2 separate regions of the Mus musculus genome follow, and region 2 is linked to region 1. The links are chromatin contacts, called in public HiChIP or PLAC-seq maps. All regions are on one chromosome and are shown on one strand. Each heading gives the region's core, a stretch centred on a gene start, on an enhancer-like site or on the middle of the called end of the contact. The rest is flanking DNA. Distances are from core to core; before and after follow the strand shown. Region 1 has its middle 13 kb from the start of Tbx2. Region 2 overlaps Brip1 (BRCA1 interacting protein C-terminal helicase 1).

The links. HiChIP or PLAC-seq counts read pairs in DNA pulled down with a chosen protein or histone mark.
Region 2: an H3K4me3 HiChIP or PLAC-seq map of bone marrow-derived macrophages shows a contact between it and region 1, with 4 times the contacts expected there. The contact joins two enhancer-like sites. A contact is called at or near these places in 8 of 39 promoter capture datasets (the C10 cell line, the HPC-7 cell line, cranial neural crest and 3 more), 1 of 15 datasets of contacts at CTCF or cohesin (the NIH/3T3 cell line), 3 of 484 Hi-C or Micro-C datasets (embryonic stem cells and liver), 9 of 115 datasets of contacts at active chromatin or transcription factors (bone marrow-derived macrophages, embryonic basal ganglia, embryonic forebrain and 3 more) and 1 of 9 other capture datasets (embryonic stem cells).

What each region holds. Positions count from the first base shown.
Region 1 is chr11:85,842,261-85,848,780 of GRCm38.p6, reverse strand. No RefSeq gene overlaps it. Among named protein-coding and RNA genes, the nearest start is that of Tbx2, 13 kb to the right of the region's middle. Within about 2 kb of position 4,215, at least 171 of the 459 cell types and tissues checked have an H3K27ac peak or open chromatin away from gene starts, as enhancers often do. A contact at or near this core is called in bone marrow-derived macrophages, where this site is marked.
Region 2 is chr11:86,095,291-86,101,810 of GRCm38.p6, reverse strand. All of the region lies in intron 16 of Brip1 (BRCA1 interacting protein C-terminal helicase 1), which reads left to right. Among named protein-coding and RNA genes, the nearest start is that of Gm20759, 74 kb to the right of the region's middle. Within about 2 kb of position 2,295, at least 4 of the 459 cell types and tissues checked have an H3K27ac peak or open chromatin away from gene starts, as enhancers often do. A contact at or near this core is called in bone marrow-derived macrophages, where this site is marked.

The DNA of each region.
Region 1 (6,520 bases), core at 2,966-5,465:
AGAGCCTGGAACACGGTTCTGGGAGTAGGCAGGACCCACAAGGACCCCATTGCTAGGCTAAAGGGCCGGGACCACCCTGAAAATTCTATAGCCTTTGAAGGGCTTCCTCATCTCAGGATATGCAGGGAAGGCTTAACCAGCAGACAGCAGGGAAGCTTCCCAAAGGTGGCCTGCAAAGACACATGCCCTGGGTGGCAGGAGCAAAGTTTTTGCTCCAAAACACATAGGGTACCAAACTCCCAGGGGACAAAGAATTATCAGCCTTGCCGGAGAGCACAGTTGAAAGGCTAGTCGTACATGTAGATAGCCTGGAACCTTCTATAGCAAAAAGACGTCCTCTGGGAAGACACTTATTCCCACGTGCGCGCGCACGCATGCACACTCACGCGCAATCACCCAACCTGAGCCTTGGTTCTGAGGAGGCCTTGTCTGGCTAGGACTGAAGCTGAAGGCCAACAGGAATTCTCTACAACTTACTCCAAGTGGGCTTGGAAGACGACCTTTGGTCCAGGGCTTGAGCAGGACTGTCCTGTAGGCCCTGCTTCCAGATGGTAAAATTCATTCATTGGTTCATTCACTCATTCATTTCTTCTTCGAATGCTTTCTGTAGCCCTCTTCTTTGTTTGAGCAGTTTTCAGTCTGGGGTCCGAGCAATGAGCAAAAGAAACACCAACTTGGGCTGGAAAGATGGCTCAGCGGGTAAGAGCACCGACTGCTCTTCCAACGGTCCTGAGTTCAAATCCCAGCAACCACATGGTGGCTCACAACCATCCCTCGTAACAAATCTGACTCCTGGAGTGTCTGAAGATGGCTACAGTGTTCTTACACATAATAAGTAAGTAAATCTTTAAAAAAAAAATAGAAAACAAAAAAAAAAAAAAAAAAAAGAAACACCAACCATGCCAACTATGCCTTAAGGAAGTCAATGACCTTGTAGGTCACAGAGATTTGATGAAATATCTACCCTCCCCAGAGGAGACATGGCAGACATGGGGTCTGGTAGAAAAGACTGAGCCCCAGAAGGCAGGGGCAGGAGAGAGCCCACCTGTCTGTCTTTAAGACAGGATATCATTATATTGTACAGGGTAGCCCAGTGCTCCCCCCCCCCGCCCCGGTCTCTCTCTCTCTCTCTCTCTCTCTCTCTCTCTGTGTGTGTGTGTGTGTGTGTGTGTGTGTGTGTGTATTGTTGTTGTTGTTGGAAGAGGGAGTTTGTTCTTCGAGATAGGAATGTCACTGTGTAACCAGTATAACCAGGAATGTCACCGAGTAACCAGGCTTTCATCTATTGGCAGTCCTCCTGCCTCAGCCTCCTAAATGCTGGGATTACTGGCATGAGGCACCACACACAACTAACCTCAAACCCTGTCCTTTCCTGTCTCTGCTTCCTCTATGCCTAAGTGTATGCAAACAAGACTGTGTTTGCACGTGGTCCAGCGGGAAGGGGCACCTGTACAGATATATACTTATGGCTATTGGTGTGCATGCGGTCTCTCCACGCGCCTGTGTGCACAGGTGACTGTGGTGGTGTGGGGGATGGGTGAGGGATGACCTAAGAGGTGTCTATTGCACAGGATATCAGTGATGCGACCAGCAATCTTATGGGCAAACCCAGAAAGCCTAAGGGCAGACACAGCTGCTCTGAGAAGGGAGGAAGACCCTGGGTGGGGACAAGAAGGAAGGACTGTGCATGTGCTCTGCGACTAGATAAAAATTACCCAATGGCATCTCTCATGTCCAGAGACCACAGAGCAGGAACCCTCGAGGCTCTGGGAAAGAACACTGGCTTGGGAAGATTCTGTGACCTCTCTTCAACCGGAACAGGTCTAAGCCTTGGTTTTTCTCTCTGGAACGGAAGTTCCCATTCCAAGAATGAGAAGGAAATGTGTTTGGCATGGGGTGGTGGCCCACAGCTCCTCTTGTCAAGCTGAGGAGCAGCTGCCATGGAGCCAGAGGACATCCTGTTCTCAAGAAATAAAAACAAGAGTGAAGACGGGCCGTGGCTACGTTCCCCTGCTAGACTGATGTGAAGCCAGCAGCCATCTTGGTCTCCTGGGCTTGTCTCTAAATCAGGCTACTTCTCCCACAGCCAGACCCTGGCCAGGACACCAGGGCTCAGCATCCGGCAGTCAGCAGAGGTCATGCACCCAGCCCTTTTGTCCCTTCCCAGCTGGGAGCCTGACTTATACCCACCATCACCTCATTAGCTGCTGCTGCCAAGGGCCCTGCTCACTGAATTGTGAAAGAGCCTTTTCCTTTATTTACTGGAAATCCTGGAACCCTTCATTTCTCTGAACCCCAATGTCATCCTCCGCGGTTCATGGTCACTATACTGCCCCTGACTTAGCCTTCACTGAGAGCGAGCCCTCATGAGAAAGTACTCTGAATACCATCAAGCCTTCAGTTCAGGGAAGGATTGAGCCCATGTAAATAGCCCAGATCTAGGGGATACCCTTTAGGAAGGGGCCTCAGAAGACCCTCCACTGGTACCGTTTTCTCTCCTTGGGGAGAACCTGCATTCAGTCTGTCAGCAACCCCATGGTGCTGGAGGCCAGAGTCACCTCACAACCCATAGGATGTGCCCCCTCCCAACTGTGCTTGGTGGGAAGGTTGAACTGTGACAGCCACATCCCACAGGGACTGGAGGCAGCTGGAGCCAGCTGGTTCCCCGAGGGTTTCAGAACCTGGAATGCTATTTCCTAATCGGGAATTCATCCAGGCCACCAATCCTGACCCCAGTCCAAGAAGCTTAGCAACAGTCAAAGTTCCCAAGGTCTGTGAGTGGCTCTGCCTATGTCTCAGGCCCAGGTTCCTCAAGGGTTAGGTCCTTGTTCAGGAGCCTTTGATGTCGGGGAGGGGAACGTTTCAACTAGTCTCTCACATATCACTTTGGGTTTGGTCCACACCATTTACTTTGCCAACCGGGATCCTGGAGCTCAGAAAAGAGAGTCGTACTGTTCAGGATCTCATGGCTAGAGGCAAAGGTTGGCTTTGAACTTCTCATTCAGTTTTCCTACTGAACATCTGCTTTGCAATAGATGGGCATCAAGTGACTGTTAGATTACCAAAGGTCTCATCCTATCCTCTGGTATGCCTTGAAGGTGCCGAGACTCTGGCTGGGGGGAGGCAACAAGTTGCTGGCTAAGGAAGAGATGCAAGACTGATGGGAACTGGGCAGGTTTCTATCCGTGTGCTCTTAAAAAGCGTATGTAGACTTATTCTGCCCGTTTGTCGAGCTGCTGGCATCTTTGGTACTTAGCTCCCCCAAATTTTCCCCACTCTGAGTGTGCCATTTGTTAGTGATCAGGTTTCCCCTCTTTACCCACGAGCATCCGACTCAAACCTGACTCAAACTCTGGTGGCTCACTTCTGAGTCCTTCTTACTTAGCATCTTCGGGAACTACTGAAGACCCAAAGCCTCCTCAAGACCTTTGGTTGTCTTGTAAGATTTAACCCTTGGTCCTCAAGTGCACTGGTCCCTGGTGCATACCTAACAGTCTCTTCGTGTGACCTTGAGGAGCTGAGGAGGTGGAGGTAGGAGCTGAGGAATGTCTTAGCCAACACTTACACCCAAGCTTGCATGGTTCAGTGGAGCTTCACACTCCAAAAGGGCCAGAGGCGTGTTTTCCAGTGCTCATAGATCCCAGCCCTGACTGTGTTTCCAAGAGGCCAGGAAAGCCAGAGGCAAGCGCCTTCCCTGTCCCAAGAAGAATCTGAGTCCAGCCAGGCACATCGAAGACCATAGCTTCTAGGAGCTGGCACTGCAGGGCAGCTCCAAGAGAAAAACCCACATTAAGTTTTGAGCTCCCTCGTCGGTGCCCGCAGTCGGCAGCCCACTCAAGTCCCTGGGCCTGGACCTACAGTGGATCTGAGATCCCTCTCCGTGCCCATTTCTCTGGACTCACTGCACCTTGGGCTCTGGCAGGGAGTGCTGGCCGGCTGCTTGACCGGGCCCTGTCCTGGAGCGCCATCTCGTGGGAACGTGGGGAGTTCCTGAGGCCTGGGACCTGGGAAGGCTCCCGAGTCCGGAGCAGCCAAGTGAGTTCGGGGTCCTTAGCCCATCAAACCCGATGGACAGACACGCACCCCAAGGGAGCCTAAAAGAAACTCGGAGGGGAAAACAGTCATCCGGGCACCAACACTTTCCCTGGTGGGTAACTTGTCTGCTCTCCAGAGGACGCGACACAATGCCCTGAGATCACCCGGAGCGCCCAGCCCCCTCCAACGCACGGGGTCGTTCTCCCCGCTGACTCTTGATCGTTGGCTGGACTCAGCCTACCGGGAGAGTGTTCCAAACTTCTCGGTCAAGGGCGGAGAGGCGGAAGGAGAATGGGAAAAGGAAACGAAGTTGGATTTAGGGTCGCTCCCAAGGTAGGAAGGAGGGCTCAGAGTTGCAATTCTGATCTCTCCCAAACCGTTCCCTCCGCGGCGGCCTTCACCTAGAGAAGCGGGGGGCGGGGCCAGAGCCCAGGCGGGGCGGGGCCCGAGCTCAGGCGGGACGGGATCGCTGTCGCGCCGCGGCGTGCTCCTCCCCGCGTCAGTGAATCCACAGTGGGCTGGGGAGGCTGAACCCGGTTCAACGCCCTCCAGGAGGACAGGGCCTTCTGCCGAGGCTCAGAAGCTCTGCACCGCAGCGGGAAGTTTGGAAGGAAGAAATGGCTCGAGGGTTCGGAAGCCTCGGATTAACCGCGTGGAAAATGCAGTGTCCAACATCTCGGAATCTATTCAGTTGCGCTGCTAGGGGTCTCACGAAGGCTCCAAATGCTGAATCTTCGAGTTCTCGGGTGTTATCACACCCAGTCCTAAACCAGCACAGTTCTCTAAGACCCCACACTCCCCATTGAGTCTCTTGGCGACACGCTTGGTCACCCACTTAACAGACCTCAGAGGCCCCTTGGTCACCCACTTAACAGACCTCAGAGGCCCCTTGGTCACCCACTTAACAGACCTCAGAAGCCCCTCGATACCCATCGCTCACACACTCCTCTCTGCTGACGGATTTGCCATCCAATGGCCCTGGTTGGGCAGGTCCTGAAGGGTTAAGGCAGCGGGTACACGGGCGCTTGAGCTAATTGGCGACCCCCAGAGACAATGAAGACTGGAAGGCTGGGAAGGCTGGTGGCTTAATTGGGCCTGGGAGTGGCCAGGCCTTTGTCTGGGACAAGGCCCAGCCCGTCAGCTGCAGGATTCCCCAAGCCGCACTTGGCCTTGCAGCTGGGGCCCAGCGGAGCACTGTAGTGGCAATCCCGGGAGGGGGGTGTGTACGGCCGAAAGCAGGGGAGCGGGAGGATTCTCCAAGCCGCGCTGCAGGCTCGGAAATAACACCAGACCCGAGTTGCTGCGGCCCTGCCCACCACCGCGTGTGCTGCCCCCTGGTGTCCGCAGGCCGAGGGGGCCCCACAGCCAAACTCTCGGCATTCTTTCCTGGTTGAAAGCGAGAGGCAGCAAGATGCCAGTGCACACGTTGCTTTGGGATTTTTTATTTTTATTTTTTACGGGGAGTTTCAACCCAAAGTGACCTCAAATAAACGTAGAGATAGGGAGAGACTCTATGCGAAGTAGGGAGGGACTTTCCTTGTTCCTGCTTGGTTCGTGAACCACATTGCCTAATCAGTCCAGGCGGAGCAGAACAGGGGAGCCATAGCTCACCTACGGTTGGGATGAGACCATCTACACACAGGCACGCACACGCACGCGCGCGCACACTCCACACTCTCTACCCAGGGAAACTTGAGGCAGCCCTGTCTCAGAGGAGTTGGACAAAGTTTTTTCCTTGTAAGTGTGTCAGCCCAGGAAGGTGTTCGGAGCATTAGGAGTTCCTGAAACTTTCAAGTCTACCTACATCTTCACTCTGCCCTTCAAATCATTGCTGATGTCCCCGGGCGAGTGGAAAGTCATACACGCCCCAGAGGTTCACAATGTCTAACAAGGCAATCTTTTGGGGTTGGACGTCAAAACCTCCTGGACTTAAAGGGATGAAGACGGGGTGCTCAACGACCACAAATCCAGAGACATGTAATCAGCTCCCGGAGGCACCTGCCAGCTGGATGAGGTTACTAGCTGTGGCCTTCTGGAGCGGCGTGGATGGGAGCTCTCCTTAACAGAGGGGGTCTTAGGGAAGCACCAGCCCAATGGGGCCAGTGGGACACAGTGGGACTCCCTTGAAAGTCGCCAGCAAGTTGATGCAAGGAGGGGATCGAAGATAAACAAGCTGTAAGGAGGGATTTTTAGGCCAGATTTTCCCAGCACCCCAAGCACCGAGTGATTCCAGAAGGCAGAGTGATGGGACAGAATTCTGGAGTTGGTGGTACTGAAGAAAGTTGGCCACTACCTCCTCCCCAACACACACACACACACACACACACACACACACACACACACACACACACACACACACGAAAGGAGAAAGAGAAGAGAGCAGGGCCCCGTTTCCCAGATCATGTACCCAGGAAGGTTGAAAGGAGGGGTGAGGAGCAGGTCCACAGTGTCCTAGAAAGGGAGTCGGGAGTCCAGGCCACTCTGT
Region 2 (6,520 bases), core at 1,046-3,545, 250 kb before region 1:
CTTCAAATTGCTAGACTCTAAACTAGAACTTTATATTTTTGTGATAACTGTTTGTCATGAAGAAATAATGGAAGCTATCTATAGGTAAAAACTGTTTTAATATTCAAATAGAAATGAAATGGATTAATTTCGGCGTTGTTTTCTGTATTACATTTGAATTCACATTTTTTAAAGTTCAGGTTCATGTCTGACTTAGAAAAGTAATTTGAGCGAGAAGAAGGAGGCAATGACATTAATTTTATGATACTAATTTTTCTTAAGTTTAAGGAAGATTATGGAAGTAAAAAATTTAAATAGAGCTTAAAAACTGACCTATGACTTCACTGCCTCCCTAGCGGAGCCTGGCTTTTAGATAGACAGGAAAATGGATATTAGTGCCAAAACTAGGACTTCGTTGGCTGTGACCGGGATTTCCTCTTCCCACCGTGGGGACTAGAAAGTAGAGGTAGGAAAATCTCATTTTGGAGCCAAGTGTGACTTGTTTAGTTCAAGTCATAATTTATTACTCATTCTTTAGGGACCTGGAAATAAAGAACCCCACTATGAAATGCTGATAATGGGCCACTCTGAGGGCCGAGCATTAAGCTGACTTTCCCGGTGAGAATCTTTTTTTTCACTTCCACCTTTCCCAGATGCTTCTGATCTGTGAGAACTTTCTTAATCATGTAATAGTGTAAAGGAAGACTTTCTGTGCACTAGACTGAAGCACTTGTGGGGCATGAGAGGGAACCCGGGCTTTACTGTAAGTAGAAGTTGTAGGAAAGCATACCTTTAAGAATTATCTTCTTTTAATGCAATTAAGTCACACAGAGCACAGCTGCCTTCTAAACGGTTACCTGAAACAAACCCATTAGCAAATTACAATTACAAAAGCTGCAACATTAAAATTCAGCCATCCACATCTCAAATTGGTGATATAGACATAGATACCAGGTTATGACAAAACTATTCACATTATTAAGACAGGTTAGAATAATGAAACAATCTCTCTCTTTTTTTTTAACCTAGCTAGAAGCACAAACTACTATAATAGGTTCTGGGAACACAGTGACACAATGTCTATAGCCCCTTGTCTGAGGCAGATTACAGTGTAAGCAAGGTATCCTGACGTGAAAGTAAGAAACAGTCGGCGCTGCGATGAGGGCTGTAAGAGAGAGTGCAGGAACCATGAGAACGTTACAGCGGGTCTTTATGGGTCAGGAACGGCTTCCTGAGGAAGTGTTATTTAATCTGACACAGGAAAGAAGGTGAGAATGGTGTAGGTGAACAGATCGAACAGCGGTCTTCTCAGCACAGCAGCGTACGCTAAGGCCCTCATAGGTGAAAGAGGAGAGGAGACAGTTTCCAGGAATTGCAAGAGCACAGACTTGGGGAACTGGGACAATGGCCTGTGAACTCAGGCTGGGAGAAGCACTTAGAAACCAAATCACCTAAGGCTCCGTATGCCAATTTCAGGACTTGGGATTTTATTCTGTATTATGGGAAACCTGATCCAGGAACAGAGCCTAAGGTCAGAGTAGAGTGGAGTTCCGGTTATAGTGTAACATCTGACATAGAAACCCACCTGGATCTAGCCTCAGTAACAACATATGCTTCCCCGTGGGGGGCGGCCATGTATGTAAACTTGAAGCACTGGAACACCAAACTCAGTAACACGTAGGAGGCTGACAGTTTATAGTTGGAGTGGCTGGAAATCCTCAGGCTGACTGAGTTGGTCTCAATTACTTACACCTTACTTTTGCTCAGTTTTTCTAGCCTTAAAAAGAAAAAAAAAGATATTTATTTGACTAAAACATTGAAAAGCAATTTATAAATACATCTTAAATTAAAAAAAAAAAGTTTAAGTAAACAACCTAAATTGACCACTTGTATATTTGCCCTGGGCAGTAAAAGTGAGAAAACAACAAACTCTGAAAGACAAATAAATAAACCAAACAGAAAATCCATAAGATAAATAGATGAGTTGCTGTGGTCACTTTCTCTCCTCTCCCTACTCCAGGCTGGAAATTGGACCCAATGATTTGCACACAATAGACAAGCACTCTGCCACAGAGCCTCATCCTCTGGATCAATTGTCTGTATTCTTTAAAGGGATAAAGACAAATAGTAGTTGATAGTTCAACATTTTCTTAATTTATTTTCTTTCATTCGCCTGGTGTTTTTGCAAACACAGGAACTTTGTATATTGGTTTTGGTCTCAAACTTGGCCTAAGTCCTAGACTCACTTGTCACTGTGGGCACAAGTAGATTGATTGAGACTTTTGTTCCCACTGATTTGTTGACACAACATAATTAGCAGCACTTCCTCAAGGGGAAGTAGGAAACTGGGCTTTGACTTCTCTAAAAATAAATGTAATCCCATTCCTCAGCAGTGCGTTTGAGTTGTGGATTTCAGTTACAGAGTCTTAGGCAAAAGGCTGAGAGGCAAGGGATTAATCCTGTTAGCTCCTGCTCATTCTGTCAGCTCTCTTCTAAAACTATAGGTTGCAGACACATAGCAGGGCTTCAGGTATGCCACTCAAGTTTTCCAGTTATACATATCTTGAAGTATCAAATAATATAAGTCGCAATATGTATCACTATTTACAATATTAGTTTTCCTGGTTTTGACTGAGTTTAATAGTTTGATAAAAGCAAGTGTGGCACTATTTCCATAATCCTAGAATTTGGGAACTGAAGCAGGAGGATCTCAAGTTCAAGGCCAGCCTGCTCCATAAGGAGCCTTCAGTAAATAAATAGGTAATCATTTAAAGCCTTAGACGAGTAGTGTAAAGCTTCCTAACAATAGGACTTAAAGTCAGTATGCAAGGGTGTATAGTGGTACAGTAACTTGTAATGTCCTTTTCTACTCTATCAGTTTAGTGGATTTGTGGCCTTGATATCAGAGTTTATCAACCTTGGCACTGTTGATCTTTTGCCTACTACAGTGTATAATCTTTAGTCAAATCTCTGCCTTGCCCCACTGCATGCTAGTAACCCATCTCCTGCCCTTACCTGCCATGAGACAACACAAAAGTACATCCGTATTGCAGATAGCCCCAGAGGGTACTAGCGATCCAAACTCAGCTCCCTTAACTGTACAGCAAGTCAGCACTTTACCCTCTGAGCCATTTTCTTAGTTCCTGCACTTATATTAAGTTACATTTTACCAAGTTGGAAAACTGTCGAATAAAGCTTTTACTAAGAGTCTAGTACATACTAAATACAGCAGATGGTTTATTATAAAATCTCTTGGTCCCGCCCGCCACAGTCACAGCCCCACTCCTGAGAGGCCGTGGCACATACGTTGTTAGCTGTCTCATCACACATCTATCTATAGTTCATCGTTACTTAGGGAGTTTAAGAAATTGCTTACTTCCTATTTGAAATAAGGATTTTAGCTCAGTTAATCTACTTTTCTCTTTTATATATCCTTTCACATATCTTAACATTGCATAAAACCTCAATTGTTTTTTGAAAACAATGATTGAAAATACCGTTCATTATAGTCAACATTTTCCTTCCTATCTTAAATTGGAGAGGTAATAATACTGTTTATCCTCTCCACTTCTTAATTTCTGACTGGTCTGTGTAGTCCAGGCTAACCTTAAACTTGGTGCCTTTCTGCCCCAACTTGCATATGCCAGATCTCTGGTTCCCTGGGACCTTCCCTTTCTTCTATGGTTTTGGCTGCATTCTGGGGATGGAACCCAACCCTCGTGCCAGTGCTCTACCACAAGCTTTACTCACAATGCCCATAGCTTTGCCAGAAGGAACAGGGTTTTTGCTGTGTTGCCAACGCTGTCCTTGAAGTCAGAATCTTCCTGCCTCAGCCTTCCAAGTAGGCAGAACTGTAAGTTTGCAGCACCATACCCAGCCTGTCTCTCTTCTCTGCAGAGTACACTCTCATAGTTTTCCCTATTAGTTCCTCACCCTCCTGTTTGTGGAGTGTTTCTGTGCTTTTACAGGCTGAACTGGCTTGTTTTTAAGAAGAGACTCTGAGGGTGCATCAGTTTGAACTTCCACTTTTCTGTGTAATCGTTTATCAGTTGCTCATCTGCGTTTTCAATGTGGGATTTGGGGTGAGATCTATTTCAACATAACTGAATTAAACACCTTGTCTCTCTTGTTCATGTTAATTTGGGAAAGTTAGGAGAGTTGGTTTTTTAAAACTTTTTAAAAGCTCATAAGTTTCCAAAATGCTATGATTCTGTGTCTTATTCCATATGCACATGTTCACATGTGAGAAGCTTTGAGTGATACATTCCTGACAATAATAGAAAATAATAGCTTTTAAAATAAAACTTTCAGTTACTTTGTAAAGGCCTTTTTTCCTGGTTTTGGTCTTAAAAGTGCTTTATTTTTGTGTATTGTGTGTGTGTCTTGCATGTGTGTGCCTTGCATGTGTGTGGGTGTCTTGCATGTGTGTGTGTGTCTTGCATGTGTATGTGTCTTGCATGTGTGTGTGTGCACTGTGGCACACATGTGGGAGCCAGAGGACAACTTTCAAAAGTTGATTCTCACCTTCCATTTTGCTGAAACAGGGTCTCTCTTGTTTCTGCTGCTGTACAGTGCTCTCCAAGCGAGCCAGCCTGCTAGCCTCAGGTGTCTCCGCCTCCCTCCCATCTCACTGGGAGAACACTGGGGTTACAGGTGCAAGCCACCGCATCCAACCTTGTGGGAGCTCCAGGACGTGAAGGTGGTCTCTCAGGTCTTTTGACAAATGATTTCACTCACTGAGCTGTATCTCCAGTTTCTTATTTTAGAAGATAATGTGGATATAATAGGGATGGAAAGCTGGAGAACACTTACTGCATTCCTTGAACTCAGAATCCTCCTGTGTAGCCTCTAGAACTAGACTGATGGGTTATAGATGTGAACTCTCATGCTAGCTTCCGTGTTTTCCAGTATTCATTTAATATTTTTTTCTTACACTTCTATCTTCTTGTTTGTCTTCTTAAACATTTGATGTTGTTGGGGCTGGAGAGATGGCTCAGCAGTTAATAGCACTGACTGCTCCTTTAGAGATTCTGACTTCAATCCCTAGCAACCATCTGTAATGGGATCCGATGCCACCTTCTGGTATGTCTGAAGACAGCGACAGTGTACTCATATACATAAAATAAATCTTTAAAACACACACATGCCCATGAACATACAAGAAGCCTACAGAACTCCAAATAGACTGGACCAGAAAAGAAATTCCTCCCGACACATACTAATCAGAACAACAAATGCACTAAATAAAGATAGAATATTAAAAGCAGTAAGGGAAAAAGGTCAAGTAACATATAAAGGCAAGCCTATCAGAATTACACCAGATTTTTCACCAGAGACTATGAAAGCCAGAAGATCCTGGACAGATATATTATACAGACACTAAGAGAACACAAATGCCAGCCCAGACTACTATACCCAGCCAAACTCTCAATTACCATAGATGGAGAAACCAAAGTATTCCACGACAAAACCAAATTCACACATTATCTTTCCATGAATCCAGCCCTTCAAAGGATAATAACAGGGAAAAAAAAAACCAATACAAGGACGGAAACCACGTCCTAGAAAAAGCAAGAAAGTAACCTTCAACAAACCTAAAAAAAAGACAGCCACAAGAACAGAATGCCAACTTTAACAACAAAAATAATAAGAAGCAACAATTACTTTTCCTTAATATCAATGGACTCAACTCCCCAATAAAAAGACATAGACTAACAGACTGACTACACAAACAGGACCCAACATTCTGCTGCTTACAGGAAACCCAACTCAGGGAAAAAGACAGATACTACCTCAGAATGAAAGGCTGGAAAACAATTTTCCAAGCAAATGGTCTGAAGAAACAAGCTGGAGTAGCCATTCTAATATCTAATAAAATCTACTTCCAACCCAAAGTCATCAAAAAAGACAAGGAGGGCACTTCATACTCATCAAAGGTAAAATCTTCCAAGAGGAACTCTTAATTCTGAATATCTATGCTCCAAATACAAGGGCAGCCACATTCATTAAAGAAACTTTAGTAAAGCTCAAAGCACACATTGTACCTCACACAATAATAGTGGGAGACTTCAACACACCACTTTCATCAATGGACAAATCATGGAAACAGAAACTAAACAGGGGCACAGTGAAACTAACAGAAGTTATGAAACAAATGGATCTAACAGATATCTACAGAACATTTTATCCTAAAACAAAAGGATATACCTTCTTCTCAGCACCTCATGGTACCTTCTCCAAAATTGACCATATAATTGGTCACAAAACAGGCCTCAACAGATACAAAAATATTGAAATTGTCCCATGCATCCTATCAGATCACCATGGACTAAGGCTGATCTTCAATAACAACATAAATAATAGAAAGCCAACATTCATGTGGAAACTGAACAACACTCTTCTCAATGATACATTAGTCAAGGAAGGAATAAAGAAAGAAATTAAAGACTTTTTAGAGTTTAATGAAAATGAAGCCACAACATACCCAAACTTACGGGACACAATGAAAGCATTTCTAAGAGGAAAACTCTTAGTGCTGAGT